Linked DNA regions of Ovis canadensis: region 1 is linked to region 2. A link is a contact called in public Hi-C data. All regions are on one chromosome and are shown on one strand. The core of a region is the stretch at or near the end of the contact, and the rest is flanking DNA. Distances in the headings are between cores, read along the strand shown. Region 1 has its middle 20 kb from the start of TM4SF18. Region 2 holds the start of TM4SF4 (transmembrane 4 L six family member 4).

What was found. Hi-C and Micro-C count contacts between places; a contact is called where the count stands out from the background.
Region 1: a Hi-C map of lung shows a contact between it and region 2, with 4 times the contacts expected there. The contact joins the enhancer-like site here to the promoter of TM4SF4 in region 2. A contact is called at or near these places in 2 of 2 Hi-C or Micro-C datasets (fibroblasts and lung).

The regions. Positions count from the first base shown.
Region 1 is chr1:241,915,420-241,921,045 of ARS-UI_OviCan_v2, reverse strand. No RefSeq gene overlaps it. Among named protein-coding and RNA genes, the nearest start is that of TM4SF18, 20 kb to the left of the region's middle. Within about 2 kb of position 3,000, the one cell type or tissue checked has open chromatin away from gene starts, as enhancers often do. A contact at or near this core is called in fibroblasts, where this site is marked.
Region 2 is chr1:241,766,882-241,772,303 of ARS-UI_OviCan_v2, reverse strand. TM4SF4 (transmembrane 4 L six family member 4) reads left to right here and starts at 1,977. Exons shown (of 5, transcript XM_069580747.1): 1 at 1,977-2,478; 2 at 3,195-3,284. The coding sequence starts at 2,305.

The sequences.
Region 1 (5,626 bases), core at 1,751-4,250, 150 kb before region 2:
TGCATGAACTTTGTGCTTTATATTTGCATAACAAAAACTCATTACAGTAATAATTTTTCTGCAAAAAAGGGAGTCATTTTTACCAGATAGGCCTAATTTCTAATCATGTTTCTGATCAGTCGTTCAGTCATGTCCAAATCTTTGCCACCCCATGACTATAGCCCGTCAGGCTCCTCTGCCCACGGGATTTCCCAGGCAAGATTACTGGAGTGTGTTGCCATTTCCTTCTCAAGGGGATCTTTCCTTCTCCGTAGAATCAAACCCGCATCTCTTGCATTGTCAGGCTGATTCTTTGCAGCTGAGCTGTTAGGGAAGCCCCCACCTCCTAGATAGTGTTTTGCAGAAGGTTTATCATGATAAGTTAATGATTAGAATAGGAAATAAAGTGCACTGCAGGATTGCTTTTGTGAATCCCTGCATATAGAATTGCCATGTAAAATGGTCTCTATCACAACTTTGCTACAGTTCAGTTCAGTTCAGTTGCTCAGTCATGTCCGACTCTTTGAGACCCCATGAATCGCAGCACGCCAGGCCTCCCTACCCATCACCAACTCCCAGAGTTCACTCAAACTCACGTCCATCGAGTCGGTGATGCCATCCAGCCATCTCATCCTTTGTTGTCCCCTTCTCCTCCTGCCCCCAATCCCTCCCTGCATCAGAGTCTTTTCCAATGAGTCAACTCTTCCCATGAGGTGGCCAAAGTACTGGAGTTTCAGCTTTAGCATCATTCCTTCCAAAGAACACCCAGGGCTGATCTCCTTCAGAATGGACTGGTTGGATCTTCTTGCAGTCCAAGGGACTCTCAAGAGTCTTCTCCATCACCACAGTTCAAAAGCATCAATACTTTGGCACTCAGCCTTCTTCACAGTCCAACTCTCACATCCATACATGACCACTAGGAAAACCATAGCCTTGACTAGACAGACCTTTGTTGGCAAAGTAATGTCTCTGCTTTTGAATATGCTAACTAGGTTGGTCATAATTTTCCTTCCAAAGAGTAAGCATCTTTTAATTTCAAGGCTGCAATCACCATTTACAGTGATTTTGGAGCCCAAAAAAATAAAGTCTGGCACTGTTTCCACTGTTTCCCCATCTATTTCCCATGAAGTGATGGGACCAGATGCCATGATCTTTGTTTTCTGAATGTTGAGCTTTAAGCCAACTTTTTCACTCTCTTCTTTCACTTTCATCAAGAGGCTCTTTAGTTTCTCTTCACTTTCTGCCATAAGGGTGGTATCATTTGCATATCTGAGGTTATTGATATTTCTCTTGGCAATCTTGATTCCAGCTTGTGCTTCTTCCTGCCCAGAGTTTCTCATGATGTATTCTGCATATAAGTTAAATAAGCAGGGTGACAATATACAGCCTTGACATACTCCTTTTCCTATCTGGAACCAGTCTGTTGTTCCATGTCCAGTTCTAACTGTTGCCTCCTGACCTGCATACAGGTTTCTCAACAACAGTGGAAAACTTAGCTCTAAATAACAAAACCCATAATTTTCAGGGGATTTTTTTGTTGTCTAAAAAAATGCAGTGTTTAATCTCTATTGAGTATTGGACTTCACTCATATAGTATTTTACAGTTTGCAAAATGTTTTCTCGACATAATCTCGGTGACGTAAGAACAGCTCTGTAAGGTTTGCAGGAAGAACATTTTCACCTCCATAGGCACACACAGGTAACCAAGCTGAGATAGCAGAGGCAGGTGGACTTGCAGACACTCCCTTGACCGAGCTGTGGCAGAGCTGCTCCTGGTATCCATCTTTCTAACTTGAGCTACTCCAGGCATCCCAGAACTGCTGGCTGAGACACAAGCCTGAGCACCAAAAGAACTCACGAATGCCTCAGGAAGCTAGAATTATTGGTCCCTCAGTCAATTTTTAGCGACAGATCTTAGCGCTCTCTCCCACTGCTTGTTTCCAAGACAACTTCTAGCACAAATGTGGATATATAAGGAGAAAGCCATTAGCAACTTCCCTGGTTGCCCGGGACCAAAGGACAAATCTGCTCACTGTTTATACTCAAATTTTCTCACTCTTCATATTCAGTTAGACCAGTGGGTTCCAAGTTTGGCGCACATTAATTTATGATCGAAAATCCTGAAACCCAACGCACAGTCCAGACCAACAGCATCAGACTCTGAGTTGGAATCTGGGCATCTGTAGTTTCAAAACTCCCCCAGTGAGTCTGATATGTAGTCTGTATTTGGTCAAGATCCAAAGAGTTAGAGAAACATAGTGAATCTAATCTTGTTTAAACCCACAACTCTTTATTAAATGGATCAACTCTTGATTTGAACACAACAAAAATACATGGGTGATCTGACTGGTCTACAGATTTTTCAGTCACTGTCATTATTACAATCACGCTCAATTTATAGAGCACTTCTGCTCAGCATTGCACTTGGCCAGTATTATCTAACTAAAACCTCCTTAGATGTGGGTATTATCTCCAATTCTCTGGCGAGGAAACCGAGGTACTTAGGGCTCAGTGACATGCCCAGGATCACACAGCTGGTAAGTGATGGAACTGAGAGGTTCAAATCTAGCACTTGACACACCTAACTTCAGAACACTGCCCACCATGTGAATGACTGATTTTGTGGGCTGGTTCTATGTTTGGTTATTAATTCTGTGAGTGAGTGAAGTCGCTCAGTTGTGTCCAACTCTTTGCGACCCCGTGGACTGTAGCCCACCAGGCTCCTCCATCCATGGGATTCTTCAGGCAAGAATACTGGAGTGGGTTGCCATTTCCTTCTCCAGGGAACCTTCCTGACCCAGGGATTGAACCCAGGTCTCCTGCTTTGCAGGCAGAGGCTTTAACCTCTGAGCCACTATGCCACTTATTAATTAAGTGGCAGCTGAGACTGACTGGGATCTTCCTCTTCTCTCCTCTTCCTGTGCTTGTCTCCAGCCAAGAGAGGCTATGCTTTGTTCGGTACCAATTCAGGGCTTCAATGCCCAGCCCTACTTGATAGACGGTGGGGCTCATACACTCCCTATTGTTTGAATGTATGACACTCCAAGCCACGTGGTCTATATCCAGTTGACTAATTTACACAGTCCTATTCCTAATAAGGGGGCTTCCCAGGTGACTCAGCGGGTAAAGTATCCGTCTGCAATGAAGGAGTCACAGGATCCACCCCTGGGTTGGGAAGACCCCCTGGAGGAAGGCATGGCAACCCTCTCCAGCATTCTTGCCTGGAGAATCCCATGGACAGAGGAGCTTGGCGAGCTATAGTCCACAGGGTCACGAAGAGTTGGAGATGACTGAAGCAACTGAGCACAAACACATATCCTAATAAATCTACAAGTGATCTGAGAAATCAACGCTGTGGTGTTCAGCTAGAGAAAAAAAAAAAGTGAAACATTTCTTCAACAGGAAATCTACAGTGAGTAGCATGAGTAACTTTCCCAGGAAGTTCTTAAAATATTAAACAGTTCCATTTAAGTATGTAGACCGTTGAGCTAAAGTTACCTTAGAGGAAAATGTAATGATCCCAGAGGAGTCCCATTTGAAAGTCAAAAAACTGAGTCCTCCCCCTCTTCCCTGTTCCCCCTTTTCAGAAACCAAGTCGGCGTATCATTTGGTGAAAGAGGAAGTGAAACAAAGCTTGTGTTCAGTGGCCTGGAGCGTGATGCTCAGGACTCCAGCAGAACCTACAAAAGTAAAACGATGTGGTTATAGATTTTCAGAAAGCCTATTTATAACATTTGTTTCAGAATATATGTAACCAAAATGAATTGCTCCAACAACTCAAAATAGCGATTCTGAAAAAATCGCTGTAGCTCCCTGTAGCCTAGAAATGAGGTCATTTTCTCCCTTTTGAAGCGCTCCCTCTCCAATTAAGTTTGAACGCAGGTTGGCCGGGCAGCCTCAACCCCAGAGAAGAGGCATTTGATCCAGTGCTGTCTTTACTTCTCTCGGCCACACGGTGTCGCTGTCGAAGACAAGTTGGTTCACCTTAAAATGCTTCCTCTCTGTGAGGAGCCCTTAGGATGCTGGTCCCTAAAGGCGCCACGGGAGCTCTTCACAGCGGTCAGTGACCTCCCTCAGCACTCAGTTCTGCTGTGAACTCCAACGTGGCTGCCATTTCAACCAAGTTCTTTTAGCTTCTGTGAACCGGGAGTTGGCTCCTGAAGCTCTGAGTCGAAATAGCTTCTATTGTTCACGGAGCTCCCTCCCAAACTTCCTTGCAGTGATGGCCAAGGGAGAGGGTGGCCTCATATTTTCTACCATCTATCCTCCTGACTCCCAACTTCCCAAACATAAAGGCTCTCTCAATATTGCCTTTCCCTAGGCAGTCTGGGCGGAGAAGGCAGCGGCACCCCACTCCAGTACTCTTGCCTGGAAAATCCCATGGATGGAGGAGCCTGGTAGGCTGCAGTCCATGCTAAGGGTCAGACACGACTGAGCGATTTCCCTTTCACTTTTCACTTTCATGCATTGGAGAAGGAAATGGCAACTCACTCCAGTGTTCTTGCCTGGAGAATCCCAGGGACGGGGGAGCCTGGTGGGCTGCCGTCTATGGGGTCGCACAGAGTCAGACACGACTGAAGTGACTTAGCAGCAGCAGCAGCAGCAGCAGGCATTCTGGGCTATTCACCCTTAATTTACGTGTCTCGTGTAGCATAAATGATATGTATCCTCTTAAAGGAAAACTCCCCAGGAGTCCACAAGGTATTTTCATCCTGGCACATAGGAAAAAGTGGCTTGTATTTTTCTCACTAAAGAAGTGAAGAGATACAAGAGAAGATCATTTCCTTTAATGGGGCTAAAATAAAATAATACAAAATATATTTCTATCATTTTTTTTCAGTGAAATTCTAGATTTGTAATATAATAACATTGTGATAGTTAGTGTATCCAACCCCTTGGCAGTGTTTCATCCTTCTGTCTCTCCCCAGTGCCAGACCTGTCCCTGTTTTCACAATACTCTGCTTAACTACGATCTGCTCTTATTGTTGTTGTTCAGTCTCTAAGTCACGTCTGCCTCTTTGCGACCCCATGGATTGCAGCATGCAGTCTGATCTGGTCTAATGACATGTTTGTTGAGAAGGGAGGGAACTCGATCGAGTCAGGGACGGAGGGCCCCGACTTCTAGTTCAGTGCTCTTTCCGCCACACAACACCACATCTCCATTTCTGGAGAATACTCCCAGGCTGGGAAGGTCAAGGATTTTCTTAGATGTTTGATGAGAGGTGGAAACGATTCAAGGTAGCTGGGCAAGGCAGACCTCAAGGCATCTGTTCTAGTTTTCTGCATCCCTCCACTGAACACACATGTCTTTTTTCCAGGGACTGATGAGTGCAAACTATAGCCTATCTTCAGAATAGCCTCCCTCTTCTCCCTACTTTGTCCCTCTCTCTATCTCAGGTACAAAATACCCCCATGTGGGGTTTCCATCAAAACCCACAGCAAACATGTATGATTGTCTTGGCCACCTGGAATTCCTCTTCTCTTTCCTTGGGGAACTACCCTCTAGCATTCCATGTGATCCTGGTGGGTTTGGCCAGTCCCAACCACCCCTAGTCACCCACTTGTATGATCCATGCCCAGTACTGAGGCCACAAAAAATAAAGAGCCTTATATTAGGCCTTAAGAATTATAATTCAGAAGACACAGA
Region 2 (5,422 bases), core at 728-3,227:
TTTCTGCATACAGGATATAAATGACCTCATATTTCCTCATGTACCACATCTTTTTAAAAATCACGGAAGAAACCTCAACTGTGGTCCATGCTATCTTCTACTTTCACCTGTTCACTTAGTGATCATAACCCCTGTTACTAGTCTGAAAAGTCTAGGGCATCAGGGCTGTGTTAACCAATGTTATTCAAATTTCTTGAGTAACTTCTAGGGGCAAAAGTCTCTGAAGAAAGAAAAAACTGCCCAGGCTCCAAAGGGGAGCTGCCTAGCTCCAAGATGGCATCTACAAAGATCAACTCCATTCTTAAATCCTGAGAACTTTGGACTTCCTCCTGGCACTTTCAGAACTCCTTGTCAAAGCTGGTGGGTTTCAAAGAAAGCTCATTTGCACCTGCTCAGTGTTGAAAAGCAACAGCCAGCAAAGTGATAACAGTCCTTATCTGCTGGTGGTAGGAACATGGCTGGTTTTTCTTCCTTCTGCTAATCTGTATAACTGACTTTTCTACCGAAAAAAAAAAAAACATATTATTTTGTAATAAGAAAAAAAATCACAATAGTTCATGGTTGTTCAGAAAGAAGTATGTCCCGCTGTACCCATACAATTCACACACGGTATCATTCTATTGTTTATATTGAAAAGAGACCACTTTTTAAATTTCTAAAGAAGAAAATCTATTAGGGAGAGCATAGCCCAGGCATGGGTGACAAAGAATCTTGTTTTAAAGTCTTGGTTCCTTGTCTTATTATGTTGGGATGACCTTATGATATGTACTTAATCTCTCTGAGTCCTAGGGCCTTCCCCAGTAGAAAGGACATGACATTGTCACAGTTCAAGCTTAGTACATCACGCATGCTCAATAAATATTTGTTTTCCTTCTTGCCCCAATGCTGAGATCTCAGAAAGTATCCTTATAGAGCGACCAACGCACGTTTCATAGAATCTTCAGAAGAAAACTCAGCACCCAACCAATCTGACTTCTCTGGAATCAACTAACCACAGCTTCCCTGGTCAAGGGTCCCTGACCCACGGCAGATTGTAGCCCACTGCTTCCCTGGGAACAAGCGGCCAACTTCATGGCAGGACAGGTCTTACCACGTTACAGTGTTACTTGCTTTTTATTTAGCTACAAGTTGACTGTCTGTGAAATTCTACCTGCTATCTTTCTCTTAACCTCTAGGCTCTCAACAAAGGGCTAGCAGGCTCCCTTTTCATCCCACAGTCCTTCAGCTGTTAAGCAACACCAGTACCCAGCAGGGACGGTCACTGCATGACGTCGGGCTTGGTCTAGGCATGGCAGAAGCTTCCTTAAAGTGACACAAAGCATACTAGTAACCGAATGCTGCCCCAGACACTTGGCAAAATTCTCAATAAAGGTCCATCTTACCTCCTCTTACACTTTCTAACTGCTCTTTTAACTTTGTCCAAGCTACCTCCAATCCCCTCATCAATGTTTTTCCTCTCTTCCACCCAATACCAACCTCCCTTTCTCCTTACCTTTTTCAAAGATGGGGCTTTTTATTCCTGCATAGAAGATATAGCTGAACAAGTTGATTGGGAATGGTTCTTGCTAATTCTATCATGCCAGGTAGGGAAGAAAATAGAACCTAATGGAATAGCAGACAACAAAATAAATAATTACCCTGATTTCGTCCTTTAAAAAATTCCTGTGGGCCCGAGCTCAAAAATACCCAACTAGACCATCAGACTGCTATTTTCCTATTGAGGAAAACAGAAGCTCTTTCAAATAACTCTTTTGCATTCCAGGCTTTCAGCGGAAAAGGCAAAGACATGCACTGTAGACCATTAAGTACTTAGGAGACACGATTTTAGCTAGGATGTAACTCAATTTTACTGTGATTTATAAAGAGCCTGGGGAAAATATTTCTTGATTTGGGCAGGCCATTGTCAGATTAAAGGTGCCGTAGGCCCAGATGCTGTTTGTTCCAGCCCTAAGTTCGATTGCAACAAGGTTGAGTGTCTTGTCTGTGCTGGTGGATTATTAACAGAGGTTATTGGTCTCCATGGCAAAATGATTGCAATGAACGTAATCTTATTTATGAGGGTGCAGGGAGGGAAAAAAAGAGCTTCAGGTCAGGGAGAATATAAATGACCATAGCCGTTGAGGTTCTGTTGCATTTGAGAAGCTGAAGCAACTCCCAGGACACAGCTCACAGGCTGATTTTGCTTCTTGGCTCCAAAATAAGAATTGATTTGGGGACAATTGTTACGACTCTGCAGCCGATAACTTTGAAGAGAGCCTGCGAGGAAGGGGGCTTGATCACACACCGACATCCCATATCCCCAGCATGTGCACTGGGAGCTGTGCCAAGTGCCTGGGGGGCACCCTCATCCCCCTGTCTGTGTTTGGCCTCCTCGCTAACATCCTGCTATTTTTCCCTGGAGGAAAAGTGATAGACAACAATGACCACCTTTCCGACGAGGTCTGGTATTTTGGAGGAATATTAGGAAGCGGAGTCTTGGTGAGTAAGGAAACCTTAACATCTCCCCCTAAAGATTTTCAGTCTATCTTTTTAAAATTGGGTACTTACTGAACAGGAAGAGATTTAGTTGCTAACAAAAGCCCAAGAACTGCATGATGAAACGTTAAGTGCCTCAATTTTTTCCCTTCCTCATAGGGACCCACCAAGGAATCCCTAGAGTTAGGCTGGCAGCTCCCATGGGGCAGTGCACTTCCCTGAACCAAGCTGAGTGCTACAGAATTTATTTTAAGAAGACAATGATAGGGTGCGGGGTTGTGGGGGGTCGGGGAGTGCGAATATATTTTTTCTAGTAAATTCATTGAAAACTACCAAGAGAAACAGGTGTCAGTGAATTCCTCTTCCAATTCTTTGGTAATGATTTCTTTATCCCTTATTTCCAACATAGACTAGGAACTTCTGGTTTAGAGAGAGAAAAACTCATGTTTCATGACAATCGAGGACAAGTTTTTTGTCCTTCTCCTAACCCACCATGTAAATGGAAACTCAGTGTCAGATCTTGGTATATTGCCTCATTGGATTTGCAGTTAGGCCAAATAGAACCGAAATATTCCATAACACTCATCCACCCACCAGCCAGACTCCATTAGCTGTTGGCCCCCAAGTCCCGGGTTGGAGATGTGGCTCGTCACACAGGCAGGCAGGCACGGGGCGCCCCCTTCACGTGCCAGCCCACACGGTGTTTCTTTTGCTTGTAGATGATCTTTCCTGCCCTGGTGTTCTTGGGCCTGAAGAACAATGACTGCTGCGGGTGCTGTGGCAACGAGGGCTGCGGGAAGCGCTTTGCGGTGAGTGCCTGCGGAGGCCGGGAGAGGGGATCAGCCAGCAGACCCGCTCCAGGGGGCACTGCCTTCTGTGCTGGGCATTGAGGGGATGAGTCACCAGCCCCAGGCAACACTCTGAGGGCAGCTGGTACAGGGATAATGATGGGATTCTTGCTGGTGCAAAGTAACAGTAATCATAAATTTTTAAAACCATAGCCCTCCTACTTATAGAATATGAGTGTCGTTCAAAATGTTACTAGCAGTCAGGGATATCAGAGCTGGAAAACTGCAGTGATGCCATAGAAAGAATGAAGGCTGGAGGCTTTCCCTGGTGGTCCAGTGATTAAGGTGTTGCGCTTTCAGTGCAGGGGGCATGAGTTAGATCCCTGGTCAGGGAACTAGGGATCCTGAATGCAGCACAGCTTGGCCAAAAGAAAAAAATTTTTTAAATAAAATGCTAACTAAAAGTATAGCTTAATAAAGAAAAGACTGCAGGCTTGGAAGGCAGAGATGGGGGCTGTGACTGCCTCTGCCGCTGAGAAGCCCTGAGACCTTGGGCAAGTCAATTCCCTTCTCTGGCTCTGTGTTGCCTCATCTGTAAAGGTGGGGCTGGGACAGGATAACAGATGGTGACTTCTGATAGCTGCCTAAACTCTCCATCTACGCCCCTGCTGGGATCATTGCCTCAGAGGCTTCGCACTTCCCTACCTTTACCCCCGTTTTCCCCCCAGCCTTCTGTTTCCTTTCCTGTTTCCTGTAGCCATCCATCTTTAGTGGGCAAACTACAGAAAATAGGCTTCACCTTTCCAAGCTGGAGTGGGAAGGCTGGGGGTGGGGTTGAGTCCCATGTCCTCAACTGGGGTGCTCTTTGCCTCCCTCTGCCCATCTGTTAAGATGAGGAAGTTGGACTAACTCAGAATTTCCCAAGGACAGACAAGCTCTGCTGGCACACAGATTTGCTTTATCTTTCAATAATACAGAAAGTTATTTTCTTTTAATTCTCCTTCAATCCTCTTAAGTCTATCAAGAAAACTCTTGCTTTGATGGAAAAAAGTCTTTGCTATTTCTAATTCTCTGTAATCTCCCTAACAAGCCTCCAGCTTCAGGAACTCGAGAAACATTAACTAGAAATTCAATAATATTGTGTTTATGTGTGTTGATGATTCGAGCTTTTCATTCATAGAGGTGATATAAACGAATAAAATAGAGAGCGGATTTAAAGAAAGATATTGAGTTCAGATACATTGATGTGGCAAAAATGAAGAAGGCTGAGCCAGAATTACTGGCTGGATGATGCATCAACCAGCACTTGATCTAATCTCCAGAGTCAGTTGTCCATCTAAAAGAACCCCAATGATAAATTATACATTCCTACCTTTAACTTCTAAAAGGAAAAGTATTGCAACCTATCCTGAAACATAATCATATCTAACATTTCTTATCATTATTTCCTCATCTAGTCAACTAAAAAATATCTGTGCTGTGCTGTGCTTAGTTGCTCAGTCATGTCCAACTCTTTGCAACCCCAAGGACTGTAGCCCACCAGATTCCTCTGTCAGTGGGGATTCTCCAGGCAAGAATACTGGAGTGGGTTGCCATGCCCTATTGAATACATGTGAAGGGCTGAGGCTGGTGCATTGTGAATACCATGATGCTTTTCCACTCGAGATCAAGGATCATTCAAAGAGAATGTTACCACTTTTCAAACACAATCAAGCATTATTATAGCAACATTTAAAATCATTATTGACAAAAAGATGCAAAAATCAACCACAATGTATTTTATACAATTATGTAATTTGATGCAAATTACAAATAATTATGTAATTTGATACATTTGATTTTTAAATTTTGTGTTATTGTTGTTGCTGCTTAGTTACTAAGTTGTGTCCAATTCTTTTGCAAACCCAAGGACTATAGCCACAAGGCTCCTCTGTCCATGGGATTTTCCAGGAATACTGGAGTGCGTTGCCATTTCCTTTTCCAGGGGCTCTTCTCAACCCGGGGATCAAACTCCCATCTCTTGCATTGCGGGTGAATTCTTTACCACTAAGCCACTAGGGAAGCTCCAGTGTGTGTTATATATAATTATATTTTCATATACTTAATGATGAAGGAAAGAAGTAAATATGTAACTCATTTTCTCTTTGAAATCTAATCCC